2 separate regions of the Macaca mulatta genome follow, and region 1 is linked to region 2. Evidence: chromatin contacts called from public Hi-C data. All regions are on one chromosome and are shown on one strand. Each heading gives the region's core, a stretch centred on a gene start, on an enhancer-like site or on the middle of the called end of the contact. The rest is flanking DNA. Distances are from core to core; before and after follow the strand shown.

What was found. A called contact is a pair of places that touch in the nucleus more often than the background predicts.
Region 1: a contact with region 2 is called in a Hi-C map of fetal cortex germinal zone, with 4 times the contacts expected there. The contact joins the promoter of SULF2 here to the enhancer-like site in region 2. A contact is called at or near these places in 4 of 14 Hi-C or Micro-C datasets (cortical neurons, fetal cortex germinal zone, fetal cortical plate and 1 more).

The regions. Positions count from the first base shown.
Region 1 is chr10:100,608,586-100,611,322 of T2T-MMU8v2.0, forward strand. It overlaps SULF2 (sulfatase 2), which reads right to left and starts at 1,390. Exons shown (of 20, transcript XM_028828493.2): 1 at 564-1,390. The coding sequence starts at 703.
Region 2 is chr10:100,503,253-100,506,302 of T2T-MMU8v2.0, forward strand. It overlaps SULF2 (sulfatase 2), which reads right to left. Exons shown (of 20, transcript XM_028828493.2): 7 at 1,723-1,898. Among named protein-coding and RNA genes, the nearest start is that of SULF2, 110 kb to the right of the region's middle. Within about 2 kb of position 1,274, at least 10 of the 40 cell types and tissues checked have an H3K27ac peak or open chromatin away from gene starts, as enhancers often do. A contact at or near this core is called in fetal cortex germinal zone, where this site is marked.

The DNA.
Region 1 (2,737 bases), core at 140-2,639, 110 kb after region 2:
CCCGAGGCGAGCGCGGCTGCTCCTCCTCCTGCCTCCTCCCCGCCCCCCAGCGCCGCCGCCGCTGCCGCCGCCGCCCCCGGCCCCCGCCCCGCGCGCTGCCCAAGCCAAAGTCCGGCTCCGCGCCCCGCCCGAACCGCTCTTAAATCGCCCCAGCCCGGCCGGCCGCGCTGCCCCAGCCAGCCCCTTGGCACGGCGCTGCCGCCCCCTGCCCGCCGGCCTCCGCGCAGGGAAGGCGGGCGCGCTTCGGGGCGGGGAGCGTCGGGCCGGGAGCAGCGGACGGCGGGGGCCCGGGGCGCGGGGGGCCCAGCCAAGGTGCCCTCCTCTAGCCCTCCGCGCGCGAGCGCTTTTACCTCCGGCTCGGGGGACGCGCGGCCCGCGACCCGGCTCTGCCTGTCCCCGGCGCACGGCCCCGGCCCCGGCCCCGAAGTCCAGCTCCGGACGGGGCAGTGGACGCAGAGCTGGGGTCCCGGCGGCTCTCGGCCTCTGGATGCCTCCGGACCCGGCTGGCCGCGCTCCCGGCGCCGAGCGCGCACCCTCGCCGGGAAACACAGACGCACACTCACCCGACACACTCTCGCTCCCGCTTGCCCTCGGTGGAGAGTTGAAACAGATGTGGGATTCGCCCAGGAGCTGGAAACGAGGGAGGGAAGCGAGCCAGAGCCGTGTGTGCGTGTGTGTGTGTAACACACAAACCAGGGGGCATCGCTAATAAATCAAATATCGTGATAAATTCAGGAGGGCCATCGATCAGGTCCACTTGGCTGGAAACGACGTGAATCTGCCTCTTTTCTGCTTTCTTCTCCTCTCTCGGAGCTGGAGGGAGCCAAGTGTTTCGCGGGGCGTGCGACAGCCCCGACCGGGCGCTCCCCTCGTAATGACACGTTAATAAATGTTTTCTTTTATCTGCTTTCACAGAACTCGCCCCGGTCTGCAAACACTCGACTGCCTTTGCTGAAAGCCTCGCGCTCGCCTCCAACCGCACACATTTGCCATTGGAGAGGCCGGCGCCGGCCGCGACCCCGCGGCTCAATCGCAGGGCAAACCGAGCTGCCCGTGCGCGCCCCAGAGCTCCCCGAGAAACTAACTTGGGCTCAAGTGAAAATAGCAGCTGTTGCCCAGAAATGGCCCGGGAGTAGCAAAGAAAAGAGAAACCGGCTTCTTCCGAAAGGGGAGGAATTCGACTCAAGGGGGTGCTGTCTACCGCGGTTTCCGCTGTCCCTCGCGCCACAGAAGAGGCCGGAGGGGGACCGGCCTGACGCGGGTGGGCAAAGAGCGAGCAGAGAACCCACCAGCAGCTGCAGAACACACAGCCGAGTTGCTTGCTAAGGGGAAACAGACGCCGCTGTAGGAAAGCACTTGTAAGCAGCAGTAACTTATTAAACCTTGTGACAATCTCATACAGTAAGTTACTATGCCCGTTTTACCATGGAAACCAAGAGAGGTTTAGTAACTGTCCGAAGATTGCACAATTATAAGTGGTGGATCCTGTGAAGCCAAGAAGCCTTAGCTCCAGGCTCATGCTCTTAAATCCTAGGATGTTTTTACTTTTCAACCTAGCATCTCCTTTCTGTGGTGTGATCCTCCATGCTAGACTTGTCAGAGACTTAACAAATACAGACCTCTATGGGGAGGAACTTAGTACTAAAAAATTATTCATTTTTTAATCTGAAATTCAAATCGGATCTCCTGTCTGGGTTTGGGGCTCTAGGCTCCTCCCCATAACCTCTGTTAGCCACCCCAATCAAGTTAGAGCCTAAATAAATCAGAAAAACCTTGAACTTGCTTTTCCAAATCAGGTGCTGGCCCTACCATTGGCATCACTGATAAGGCTGATCAGCTCCCACCTTCTTCGCCTTGGGACAGAATGTCAGGCTTCACCATCATAGACCAAAAAATAATGGAGACCCCTCTCCCTCCGCCTCATCTCTGTAGAAGGACATATATATAATTTAGAATTTTCTAGTAGTGCATTAGAAAGTGAAAAGAAACAGGTGAGGGCGGGGCACAGTGGCTCACGCCTGTAATCCCAGTATTTTGGAAGGCCAAGGTGGGCGGATCACTTGAGCTCAGGAGTTCAAGACCAGCATGGGCAACATGGTGAAACCCCATCTTTACAAGAAATACAAAAATTAAGCTGGGCATATTGGCATATGCCTGTGGTCCCAGCTACTCGGGAGGCTCAGGTGGGAGGATCACTTTGAGCCTGGGAGGTCAAGGCTGCAGTGAGCCATGATTGTTCCACTGTGCTCCAACCTAGGTGACAAAGTGAGACCCTGTCTGAAAAAAGCAGGTAAAATTAGTTTTAATGTTAATAATATAGTTAACCTAGAATATCCAAAATCGATCTCTTCATATAATTAATATAAAATTATTAATGAGATATTTTTACATTATTTTTTCCTACTAAGTTTTGTAAGCCGGTGTACAATCTAAACTTCACAGCGCATCTCAACTGGGACCAGCCACGTGTGGCTCAGGGTTCCCATGCTGGACAGTGCAACTCCGGCAGGTTCTGCGGTCAATGGCTGTTTCCACCAGGTCGTCTCATGTAATCCTCCTGACAATCTTTTCAAGAAAACTGATGCTTAGAGAGATAAAGGGCCTTGCCTATAGTCAAGAACTCGGCCAGTGGGATTTCAACTCATTTGCTGTCCTTGGTTTTGGGACGTGTGCCCCACTGCAGAAGCAGTTTTCTTACCGGGTCCTCAGAGACCCCTGGGGGTGCATCTGGGGCCTG
Region 2 (3,050 bases), core at 24-2,523:
TTTGGTCCCAAACCTGACATGAGCACTCTCTTTTTCTTGACCATGTGGGATGGGGTTTTGGGTCCTATGAGTCAGATCACAGATGCCAAGGCTGACCAAACCCCCAGTGTCAGTGTTTGTAGAGCCCTCAGTGGGTCAGATGCTTTCTGTTCTCAGGGATGGTTTGAGGTTTCTGACAGGTGTGGCACATGGGAATAGACACTGCCTGGCTTCAAGCCCCAGCCCCTTCCCTTACTTGCTCTGTCACCTCAGGCAACTTAACCTCTCTGTGCCTCAGTGGCCTTGGGTGTAAAACGGGGCCACTATGTGCATCCACGTCACAGGGCTGTTGTGATGCTGCAATGAATTATTATTAATTTTTTTTGAGATGGAGTCTCACTGTCGCCCAGCCTGGAGTGCAGTGGCATGATCTCGGCTCACTGCAACCTCCGCCTCCCGGGTTCAAGCAATTCTCCTGCCTCAGCCTCCTGGGTGCTGGGATTACAGGTGTATGCCACCATGTCCAGCTAATTTTTGTATTTTTAGTAGAGGTAGGGTTTCACCAAGTTGGCCAGGCTGGTCTCGAACTCTTGACCTCAAATGATCCGCCCACCTGGGCCTCCCAAAGTGCTAGGATTACAGGCGTGAGCCACAGGGCCCGGCCTGCAGTGAATCATTATGTAGTTCTTAGACCAGGCCCTGAAGAGTAGACACTCCATACGCGTGGGCTTTCGTTATTACAGCTCTTATTCCGGGGGGGGTGGTGCTGAGAGCCAAAGACGGGCATGATCTGATAAGGTCAACAGACAGTCATCACTTTCTCTGGCCTTGAACTCATGCAGCCTGCCTCCTGGAATTCTCGCAAAATGTCCAAGGCAGTGGGAACATGTCAGTCTGGAATTCCACACTGCACTGTCTGCCTCTTCTGAAGGAATTCTGCAGCCAGCCCTGTGTGAGTGCTGGGTGTGTGTTCCCACATCTGGGCATGGGCAGAAGTCAGACCAAATGAGAGTCTTAATAGCAACACATCTGCTTTTCAAAAACCCCATTTGAGCCAGTCTCCATAATATCCCAGCCGATCCAAGGAAGCTGCTGCCATGAACAGCGGCCTGTCCGCTCCCCTGCCCCAGACGCAGCATGTTCGCTGCCAGAACGTGTCATCTCAAAGGTTAACCCAAGGAGAATTGCTGGCTGAGGGCTGCGGCCCACGTGGTCCTCCAGGAAGGATGGGCGGGGAAAAGCATTTCCCTTTGTGCTGCTGCCCGGAGCTGGCTCAGCTGATGCCGGCTGACAACCAGCTGCCTGTGCTGAGGTCCGGGATTCCTCCCTGACAACCTCCAGGCCCAATGGCCGCCCAGCCCAGAACAGAAATCCAAGCGCCGTTCCCACCTGCTGGTGACGCGCGCGTGCGCGCACACACGTATACAGCCCGGAACAGAAATCCAAGCGCCGTTCCCACCTGCTGGTGACGCGTGTGTGCGCGCACACACGTATACAGCCCAGCTCCCTGGATTTCCTGGCATACAGCCACACCACAATCAATCTGCTTCCACAGGTGCTCACGGCCCTGGCCTCTCCTTCCCCAGCAGAGGGGTATGAAATGCATGACATAATTGCTTTCCGTTGGCCCTGGGGTTCATCTGTCAGAACTGTGTGCCACCCAGGGTGTGGTTTGGGCTGCACGGTTGCAGCCCTGAGCTGGGCCCAGGGGCCCCCTGGATCCCTGGGGGATGCCATACTTACAGAGAGCCAGCTTCCACGTTGGGGCCCCTCACATAGAACGGGACCCTGATGTCAAACTCGTACGGCATGGATTTCCCTTTGACCAGGCCAAACTGGCCGATGTGGTAGCCGTGGTCGGCGGTGTACACGATGTACGTGTTGTCCAGCTCGCCCGTCTCAACCAGCATGTTGTAAATCTGCAACACAGGCGAGGAGGCAAGGGGCAGTGGGGACCGGGTGCCTGACCTGTCTCCGACCTGGGGTGGCAGGGGCTTGAGATCTCAGTTCCCATCCTTCCCCTGCTTCAGGTCTTCGCTTAACGTTCCCAGGGGCTGTCCCCTTTGTCACTGCACCTTCCTGCCTCCCGTCACTCCCTGGCCCGCCCTCTCCTCCACGGTTCTTCGCAGCCCTTCTCGGCCTCCATCTCTTTTGCTTATCTGTGGATCGTCTGTGTCCCTGCCTTGGCATGCCATGCTGCCTCCATTAGGGCAGAAACTTTTGTCATTTTGTTCCCTGCTTGCTGTATTTCACGTACACTGGCACTCAATAAATGCTATCGGGTGAATGAATGAAATGAGTGAAACTTGGGCTGCAGCCTGTGGCAGGACATTGCCATCTGGAAGGGCGCCGTGTGGCAGAACTTTCTGCATTGGTGGCCGTGTAAATGTCTGCACTGTCCGATACGGTGGCCTCCAGATGCACGAACCTACTGAGCACGTGAAATGAGGCTTGTGTGACAGAAGAACTGACTTTATAATGTTACTGTATTCAGTTTAAATAGCCATGGCGAAATAAAATGTGACAATACCCATACAACGGGGTACTATTCAGCAATAACAGGGAATGAGGGGGACGGATTCATGGGATACCAGGGGTGAAGCTGGAACACATGGCGCTAAGTGAAAGAAAGGCACTGGGCACAGAGGCCTCAGCGTGTACGCTTCCATTTATAGGAAATGTGCAGAACACCAAATCTATAGAGACAGAAAAGAGATCATCAGTTGTCTGGGGCTGGGGGTGAGGGAGATTTAGTGGGTAGTGACTAAGGGCTGTGAGGTTTCTCTCTGGGGTAAGAAAAATGTCCTCACATGGATGTGGTGATGGTTATACAACTCTGGGTGTATTAAAACCACAGAATTGCACACTTTAATGGGAGGAATTGTATGGTATATGAATTACATCCCAATAAAGGTATTCAAAAATGTAAATAGCAGGAAAAAAATATAACTAGCATACATGGTTACCATACTGGGCAGCACGGATCTAGAATATGTTTCATGAAGGAAGAGGCTTTTGTCTGGATCGCTCCAAGCTGCTCCCCAGGTCTAGCATGCGGTCTCTTCATTCTG